2 separate regions of the Mus musculus genome follow, and region 1 is linked to region 2. A link is a contact called in public promoter capture Hi-C data. All regions are on one chromosome and are shown on one strand. The core of a region is the stretch at or near the end of the contact, and the rest is flanking DNA. Distances in the headings are between cores, read along the strand shown.

The links. Promoter capture Hi-C pulls out the DNA fragments that hold promoters and counts their contacts.
Region 1: a promoter capture Hi-C map of embryonic stem cells shows a contact between it and region 2. The contact joins the promoter of Trim80 here to the enhancer-like site in region 2. A contact is called at or near these places in 5 of 39 promoter capture datasets (the C10 cell line, the HPC-7 cell line, cranial neural crest and 2 more) and 3 of 115 datasets of contacts at active chromatin or transcription factors (acute myeloid leukemia and embryonic stem cells).

Annotation. Positions count from the first base shown.
Region 1 is chr11:115,437,233-115,441,839 of GRCm38.p6, forward strand. It overlaps Trim80 (tripartite motif-containing 80), which reads left to right and starts at 3,313. Exons shown (of 8, transcript NM_001033775.3): 1 at 3,313-3,374; 2 at 3,475-3,518; 3 at 3,849-4,513. The coding sequence starts at 3,322.
Region 2 is chr11:115,170,779-115,175,395 of GRCm38.p6, forward strand. The region is part of intron 1 of Slc9a3r1 (solute carrier family 9 (sodium/hydrogen exchanger), member 3 regulator 1); the gene reads left to right. Among named protein-coding and RNA genes, the nearest start is that of Slc9a3r1, 9.7 kb to the left of the region's middle. Within about 2 kb of position 2,168, at least 176 of the 459 cell types and tissues checked have an H3K27ac peak or open chromatin away from gene starts, as enhancers often do. A contact at or near this core is called in the HPC-7 cell line, acute myeloid leukemia, embryonic stem cells and 1 more, where this site is marked.

The sequences.
Region 1 (4,607 bases), core at 2,063-4,562, 270 kb after region 2:
CCTGCACCTGCCTCCTGGGTGCTGGGATTAAAGGCTCCATGCTCTGTTGAAGTGTGTGTGTGCACACACTCATGCGTGTCTGTGTATGAGGATGTCAGAGAGTTGCTGAATCCTTGCCATTGGAGTTACGGACAGACAGTTGGTGAGTGGCCTGATTTGGGGGCCAGGAACCAGTCCTAGGTCCTCTGCAAGAGCAATATGGCCTCTAAATCTCTGAGCCGTTGCTCCAGCCTCAGAAGTTCTTAGAAACTGAGATACACATAATTTTATGTGCATGGAAGTTTTGCCTGTCTGTTTATCTGTGCACCCTGTACATGCCTGGTGCCAGGGAAAGCAGGACTCAAATCCTCTGGAACTAGAGTTCTATCCAGATGTGAGGGTACAAAGAGCCAACCCAGGTCCTCTGGAAGAGCATCCAATGTTTTTAACTGCCAAGTCATATCCCCAGCCTTAACTACTGAGCCATCTCTCCAGCCTTAACTGCTGAGCCATCTCTCCAGCCTTAACTGCTGTGTCATGTCTCCAACACTAACTGCTGAGTCATGTCTCCAGCCCTTGATTTTTGTTTGTTGCCTTTGCTCTTTAAAAATCTATAATGGGGACTGGAGAGATGGCTCAGCAGTTAAGAGCATTGGCTGCTCTTCCAGTGGGCTGTGCTTGATTTCCAACACCCACACGGTGCCTGACAACCACCTGTAATTCTAGTTCCAGGGATTCTGACACCCACTTCCGGCCTCCACAGGCACGTGGCACACAGACATACATGCAGACGAAACACCCGACACACACACACACACATATATATAAAAGAAATTTGTAGTGAGTGCTGACTTTTCCCCATTGGCAGGATTTCATTTGGAACCTGAGATCCTTCTGTCTTCAGCCTCCTCTTGCAGAGTTTGAAATGGCAAAAGGAACAAACAAAAACCTAAAGCTGGGGTTAGAGAGATGGCTCAGCAGTTAAGAGCACTGACTGCTCTTCCAGAGGACTCAGGTTCGATTCCCAGCCCCAAGGCAGCTTACACTAGCTTTAACTCCAGTTCCAGGGGATCTGATGGCTTTTGCTCCCTCTAGGTAACACACACACACACACACACACACACACCCACACCACATACATACATACACACAGTACATATACAAACATACATATACACATGCAGGCAAAATGTTTATACACATGAAAATCGATGCAGTTTAATTTTTTAATCCCCTTGGAAAACAAAAGGCCTTAAAGCTGACAAGTCTGTCCAGGCCAAACTAAGGCAGGACGATCCGACCAGAGAGCACAGGGAGACAAACTATGGGGTAGGGGATGGGGGAGCCGGGCATACTTTTAATCCCATGTATTTGGGAGGCTAAGGCAGAAGGATCATGGATTAAGGTCATCTTTAGATAAGCAACAAGCTCAAGGCCAGTCTAGGCAGCTTAAGTAACCCACTGAGGAGAAAGCTCAGCTGACCAGGGCTTGCCCAGGGCACACAAGATCACAGTTTCAAACCTCAACATCAGGCTCTAGCGGAATCCTGATTTGATACACAATGACGAATGCAGTAGTTAAAACTTTGTATTTTTGTAATTAAACCATTATGTTTCCATAAGAGCAGAACAACGTCATATGTACAGTCTAAACACTGCAGCAGTTCCCAACATATACCAGTCTCCAGCCGGAGCAGAGGCAGGAGGCCTCGTTTGTGTTTATGTGGTGTGGCTCTGTGCAGCAGGCAAACTGCACATGGTATGTTCGGACAGCGGTGAGGTCGCTATTGCTGATGCTACACACCCTGGACACACTCCGCATTTGATTTTAGATTAATTTTTGACAGGTGGGAGTCCAGAAACTTTTCAATATCCAGAGGGTGAAAAGCTGGGTTTTAGTACCCTGGGTTTGATGCTCAGAACCTCAAAGAAAAGGAACTCCAGGGACTGGTGAGATGGCTCAGCAGGTAAGAGCACCTGACTGCTCTTCTGAAGTTCCTGAGTTCAAATCCCAGCAACCACATGGTGGCTCACAACCATCTGTAACGAGATCTGACTCCCTCTTCGGGTGTGTCTGAAGACAGCTACAGTGTACTTACATATAATAAATAAATAAATCTTAAAAAAGAAAAAGAGAAAAGGAACTCCATTACTCTCACACAAGCTTTCCACAAAGAGCTTGCAGCAGACACTGTAGTCAGTGGAAGATGCCTCCTCCGATCCCCACAACAAGATCAAGAGGAGGAGTCAGGCTAGTCTTTTGAAGCAGATTGACCTGACAGCCTGAAGCTTTTTAGAAGCTTTTTTCTGTGGGGTTCAGAAGGACAGGAAGTAAGCCACAAGCCACTAAATCAGAGCAATGGTGACTCACCAGCTTCCCAATCCCTGACTTCTCTTTCTAAGGGTTAGAAACAAAGTAACAGCAACAGATAGAATCTCCCAAAAGACTATGCTCTGGGCTACCCTGGGGATGTAACTCAGCGGTACAGCGTTTGCCTCCTGTGTGTAAGGCCCTGGCTTTGATCACCTGCATGGAGAAGGAGGAGGAGGAAGAGAAGGAAAGGGAAATACTGGAGAGATGGATTAAGAGCATTTGGTGTGCTGGGCCGTAGTGCCGCACGCCTCTAAGCTCAGCACTTGGGAGGCAGAGGCAGGCGGATTTCTGAGTTCGAGGCCAGCCCGGTCTACAGAGTGAGTTCCAGGACAGCCAGGGCTACACAGAGAAACCCTGTCTCGACCAAAAACAAAAACAAAAACAAAAACAAAACAAAACAAACAAACAAAAAAAAGCATTTGATGCTTTTGCAAAGGACCTAGGTTCCAGTCCAAACACTCACACAGGGACTCATAGCCATCTGTAACTCCAGCTCCAGGGGATCTGATGCCATCTTCTGGCCTCCTCAGGAACTGCATGCACGTGGTGCACATACTCTAATGGACAGACAAAACATGCATAGTAGAAATAAATAGATCTTTGAAGAAAAGGAGAGGAGGAGGAGGAAGAATACCAGAATGATGTATGATGCTTGGGTCATTAGTTAGCCCAGATCTTCCTGCTGCTCATTGGCCGTTTTCCCTCTCTGGTCAGAAATATGAACATCAATTGTAAGCGGCCCTAGGTGCTAGCAGCTTCTCAGCCGCGAGAGACATAGATGCTGGAGGTGAGAACCCATACATGGAGGAGTAGAGTGTGTTGGTACTGCATAGCACTGTAGTCTGCCCCATGGGACACCTGTGTCCTGATGACATCACAGGCAGGATGCAGGGACTGGCCGCACCTGAATTATGACATCAGCAAAACTTGCCTTATCCTCAAGGAAAGGGCATCTGGACAGAGAGACCATGAAACAGCGGCCACAGAGAAAGGAGAGAAGACGGCAATCATCGGTCCACAGGTAGGCACAAGAGGATGCGGGACGCCCTCAGAGCTGGTGAGGGAGGCTGCCGTAGGTCCTGGTACCTGAGTCTCTGTGGGTCTTTTCCTTCTTGGCACAGGGCAACAAAATATCTGGCTCTCATGGACATGCAGAAGATCTCAAGTGAGTTCAAGCTCCTGACCTTCCCTCCTAAGTGCCAAGGGAGTGGCCTCTCCCCCAGAGCATCTTGTCCTTCCTTCTGCCTTTCACCACCTCCCCCACAACTGGGGCTGAGACCAGGAAGTAAGATGCTCAGTGCCCACCCACATGGGGGTTGGCTGCCTATGCAGTCCTGGTTCCCTATGGTCAGACATCTGCTTCCAAAAGAAAGATGTAAAAAGGAGTATGCCTATGACATAAAGAACATGCCCCTGATGTGCAAGACCATGTCCCTGGGGTAAAGGGCCATGCCCTGGCCCCCTGCCATGCCCGGATTTTTCTCTGTCTTCTCAGGATCAGCCCAGGACAAACCCCCCTCACAGCTCTCTTCCCAGCCCTCCAGAACCCCGCTCCATCTCCTGATGGGCAGCAACAGCAGTCAGCACATGTTGGAAGACCAAGTCCTCTGTCCCATTTGCCTGGAGGTGTTCTGCAACCCAGTCACTACCGCCTGCGGCCATAACTTCTGTATGACTTGCCTTCAGAATTTCTGGGACCACCAGGCTGCCATTGGAGAGACTTACTATTGCCCCCAGTGCAGAGAGGCCTTCTCCAGCAGGCCCCGCCTCTGCAAGAACGTCATCCTCGGGGAGATGGTGGCTTGCTTCACCCAGGCCAAGAGCCAGACCTCAGGGTCCTTGTGGGGCCTGGCTGGCCCCACAGATGTGCCCTGTGACTTTTGCTCTCCGCAGAAGCTGAGGGCAGCCAAGTCATGCCTGCAGTGTGTGGCTTCCTTGTGTGAGAAACATCTGCGCAGCCACTTTGAGGACCAGCTGTTCCAGGACCACCAGCTGTTGGACCCAGTGTGGGACCTCACGAACCGCTTGTGCCGCAAGCATCGCAAGCTCCGGCAGCTGTATTGCCGCACGGAGGGCAGCTGCGTGTGCGGAGCCTGCCTATTGGAGGAGCACAAGAACCATGACACCACCCCCCTGGAGGATGAACGGGCCCGCAAAGAGGTGAGGTGGGCTGAGGAAAGGGCGTGCTCCAGGCTCTGAGAATCTGTCACATTTCGGGGGGTGGGGATGAACACAGCTGAAGCCAGGTTTTTCT
Region 2 (4,617 bases), core at 918-3,417:
GGTAATATTTTGATTACAATGTGACTATCTCTTGAGGGGAGGGGTGAAACTCACTGTGTAGACCAGGCTGGCCTCCTGCTCACTGAGGTCTGCCTGCCATGGATACCGTGCCTGGGTGTTTTTTTTTTTTTTTTAATTCCCCATGGCTGGTATACACTAGTGCTTCTTCAGTTCTGAGTTCAAGTCCTGGCCCCTCCTCTTATCAACTGTATATAGTGGAGCAATTCACTCTTTAAACCTGGCTTTCTCCTCTGTGAAATGTGGGCATATCTATCTCCCTTACAGGATCACAATTGGGGTTCATATGAGAACAAATACCTATGGCCCCAGCCTAGTGCCTAGGACATGCTAAACAGTCAGTAAGCGGTAGCTGTTATTTGTTTCTTCAGTAGCAAGCCAGCCCCTGCTTCACAATGAGCTCCTTGAATGTCCTTGCTTAGTCTCTTGGGACAGCCCATAAATCGGCAACTTCTGGGAGAAGGCTTGGGGGTTGGTAACGACGGACTTGCCTGCAGGGCCGGCAGGAAGGCACCTGGCGGCCAGCCTTGGATGGGGTCCAGCCAGGCAGCAGCCCAGGTACCAGCCTGCTCTGTCTCAGGCCTCCCCAGCCTGGGAGAGAACTGAGCGGAACTCTGCTTCACCTTAAGTCTCTGGCCAGCACTGAGGAGACACTGAGGGACTAGTCAGAGTGAGGACCTGGCTCGGGGCCTCTGTCTCAGGAGTATCAGTGTCTCTGAAGCAGCACCCACTTTAGCTTTCCTGGTTCCTCCTTCTACCTGGCTCCTCCAAGGGCCAACCAACTCTCACACGTGTACACACACACACACATACACACACACTAGCAATTGGGACCAGACCCATTCTGATCCCAAGAAGCTGCAAGATCAAGGACGAGGGGGTAGGTAGCATCCTTCTTTTGCAGACATTACTTGGCCTGTGGAGATGAAAGAGGAAGGGTCCTACAGGGAACTCCAGATGATGCCATCTGAAGTAAGCAGATGACACTTTTAGTCTACAGTGGCTGAAGTGTTCCAGGCCCCTGGCCATTCCCCAGCCTGCCGGAGGGATAGCATTCCAGGCATTATGTGGCAAGCCTAGGCAGAATCAAGCCTGAGTCCACAGGGGGAAAACAAAATAACTGTCTTCCACAACTAAGCAGAAATGTCCCCAGCCCCTTCCCTCCGGGGTTTCTCCTCCCTGCCTCCCTCTCTCCCCCTTCTCTATCTGGGACTCCTTCCTCTGTATGGACCAGCAGGGCACTAGATATATTTTCATAAAGAAGGACTGAGCTTTCTAAGGACAGCCTTAGAAAGTGTCTCCTGGCCGCCCGGGTGGTCTCCCTACCCTCGGTGACCATCCCCCCCTACTGGGGCTTGGTGCAGCTCTGGGAAGTGGTAAAAACTGCCTGGGTTGTTTCTCCTGAGCCCATCACCAGGGCATCAGCCCAGGAGGGGGCTGGGCCCAAAGGGGCTTTGGTCCCCCTAGTAGTACAATCTAGTAGCCCTCCCTCGAAGGGGAGTGGGGAGTAGCCTTGGGCCCGCTCCCCAGAGACAGCACTGGGATTCGGGTATCGGCTTTCCCCAGCCTTCCAGGTGGCCACGGTGGTGACTATTGAATTCCGTGCCCCCATCCTCTCTCTCCCTGGCAGAGCAGAGCGTGGGTGGAGATGATGGTGTGGCCACTCAGGGTGGGGTTAAGACCCTGGGTCAGAGGGTCAAGGGGCAGCCTGGGAACTGAGAAGGGGCCCTTGAGGAGGCTTTGGAGACCGTGCTCCTGGTCCTCTGGAAAGCTGAAAGAGAGGTTCAGTCAGTCCAGCCTTGACCATTCCAGTCAAGGAATGACACCACCCTCTGCCACCGTTGCCTGGGGCTCTTGCCTCCTTGTCTCCAGTCTCCTGAACCAGTCCTGATTTTCACTTCCAGCTTGGAAGTTCCTGTGAAGGTTTACACAGCCTCTGACCTCATGTCCCCATGAAGGTGTCCCTCTCCCATGTCCCACGCTATGGAGCCCTCGAGTTGGCACAAGTGCAGGACACACACACCAAGCCTGGGACACTGTGGAGTTTTCCCCCTTTATCCCTTTTCCCAGAGGCAGAGCCCAAGCTCAGATACCTTGCCCTTCCCCCATTTCTACTTGGCTCTAGGCCTGGGAACTAGGGGCCTGTCCCCAGGGGACCTCCAAGCTCCACCCAAGCTGGGATGGGCTGACTCAGCAGCCACAATGAGTGACAGCTCCTGGGGACTGGAAGAGGACAGGCTAGTTTCTCTGGAAGTTGAAAACACTCTCCCTCCCCTGCTTGCGAAGGAAGAGACCCTCTAGAGTGGTGGTTCTCAACCTTCCTAATGCCGAGACCCTTTAACCCAGCTCCCCATGTTGTGGTGACCCCAGCCAGAACATGTTTCTTGCGACTTTGTAACTGTAATGCTGCCACTGTTATGAGTCATGAGTATGCTACGTAGGTGTGCTGGTTATGTCATATGACCCCTGCCAAAGGGTTGTTCAACTCCCCCAAGAGAGACCCACAGGTTAGGGACTGGTCTGGAGAATTCTGAAAGGGACCCATTAGTACTGAAAGTCTATGAGTGCTAGGTGGAGTGGGGCTTTCTGGGTAATACTACCCACCCTGCCCTGCCCCCCCCCCCCCCCCCCCCGAATCAGCCGGGAGCCTCGCAGAGGGAGTTAATAGAAAATGTCCTATCCCCTTAGGCAGGATCCTCCCAGTCTTCCTGGTCCTCCTGTTGCTAAAAGGATGCAAAGTGGACCTTTGAATTCTGACGGTAGGCGTCACTAGAAAAAGGGACACTGAGGTGACACTTGCTGAGGAGCACTGGGAAAAACCCAGAGCACACACTTGAAACCCGGAAGGTGGTCATAACAAGGCAATCTAGCCCAGCCCTGCCGACTCGGGAGTCACCTCTTCTGAGCCCTCAGCCTGGTTCTAGCCACAGTGCCAGCCTGGGCTTGCTCACAGCCCCGTCACCGGGCCAGGCTTTATCCTTCCACTCGGGCTGGGGTTTTGACTGAAAGAGGTGTGGAGCCCCCGGAAGGAAGCCTGTGGTTTGGTTTCGTGAGCTCCCAGACACCCGGTCAATGTGAAGGGAGCCTCCACTGTCTGTCTGTCACTAGGCTTCCCTCCAGATGGGCTGCCTGGCTCTGGACCCAAAGCTTAAGGACAGACAAACTGATGTGGTGGGAGTAAGGCAGGCAGCTCCCCAGTGAGACTGCTGTGGGATGTCCCGGGTAAGGGAACCCTAGGGGGAGGGTGGGGAGGAACCTGAGGCAAACTGAGATTCCACAGACTGAGGGCCACAGGAGGTGTGTGGCTGAGGCAGAAAGTTGAGCCTGTCCTGGTGGTAACAACTGGTCAGACCTGTTTCAGCTAACCTAGGCAGCCTGGGGGAGGGCCCGATGGCAGCTCCATATGGGGGATTAGCTGGAAGGAAGCGAGTCCTCACTCAGAACTCCCTGGCGCTGGGAGGGCCGCAGGAGGGGCTAGGTCCCAGCAGGGTGAGGAGGGGCCTCCTGTGGCTGCCTTCTCTTGGCTGCCCATTTGGTTGTCTTTGCTGTTTGGGGTGAGTGGTAAATAGCCACTGGGGAAAATCCCAAGTATCAACTTCTGCCTCCACAAACCCATCCAACATCCTGAAACAGGTCCACAGTGCCGCCCAAGCATCCTTCTTCCACCTTTAAATTTTACTCTGTGTGTGTCTGCGTATGTGTGTGTGTGTGTGTGTGTGTGGTGTGTGTCTGCGTGTGTGTGTGTGTGTGTGTGTGTGTGTGTGTCTGCGTGTGTGTGTGTGTGTCTGCATGTGTGTGTCTGCGTGTGTGTCTGCGTGTGTCTGTGTGTGTGTGTCTGTGTGGTGGGTGTGTGTCTGTGTGTGTGTGTAGGTTGCAGAGTGCCATGGTCAGAGGACAACCTGTGGGAGTCATCTCTCTGTCACGCGGGCTCTGGAGATGAAACTTAGGTGGTCTTGGCAGCAGCAAACACCTTAACTGGATGAACAGTCTCTCTGGCCTTCTCTCCCACCCTCCCTTGCCTTTTGTACCCCCCACCTAAGGATTTGGGCTTCTGAGCAGCCTAGTACACTACCCTCCCCACCCAGCATCTCAGGGTTACGAGACTGTTCCCCAGGAGCAGGGACAATAGCAAAGTGTTGGTATGCAGAGGGACTTAGTGAGGACAATGGCTACATCCAGGTCTGCCCGAGCGACTGGGAGCTCCCTAGTGTCCCTTTATACTGTGTCATTATGTCATTGTGCCTCAAAGGCAGCCACCTACTGAGGGTAGGCAGATAGCAATAAGCACCTTCTAAAAAGGAAGACCGGGAGGCTCAGGAAGGGAAATGATGCGCCCCAAGCCACAGGCTAGTCAGGAAGCCCCATGGGGTAGGTGGCAACCTAGGATTAGCCAGCCAGCCAGTGTCCCAACAGGCTGCCAGGACTTGGAGCTAGGGTCAGAGTAGTGCTTTGGCTCCAGCTTCTACAGGCTCGCACCCTGATTCTGGCCATCTGTCAATCAGTGTGAGCATCAAGAGTCCACCTGTCAATCAGTGTGCCTGTGAGCATCATCAAAGCTATGGCACGGAGCTGAGCCGCCGCTGAAGAGAATGAAAAACG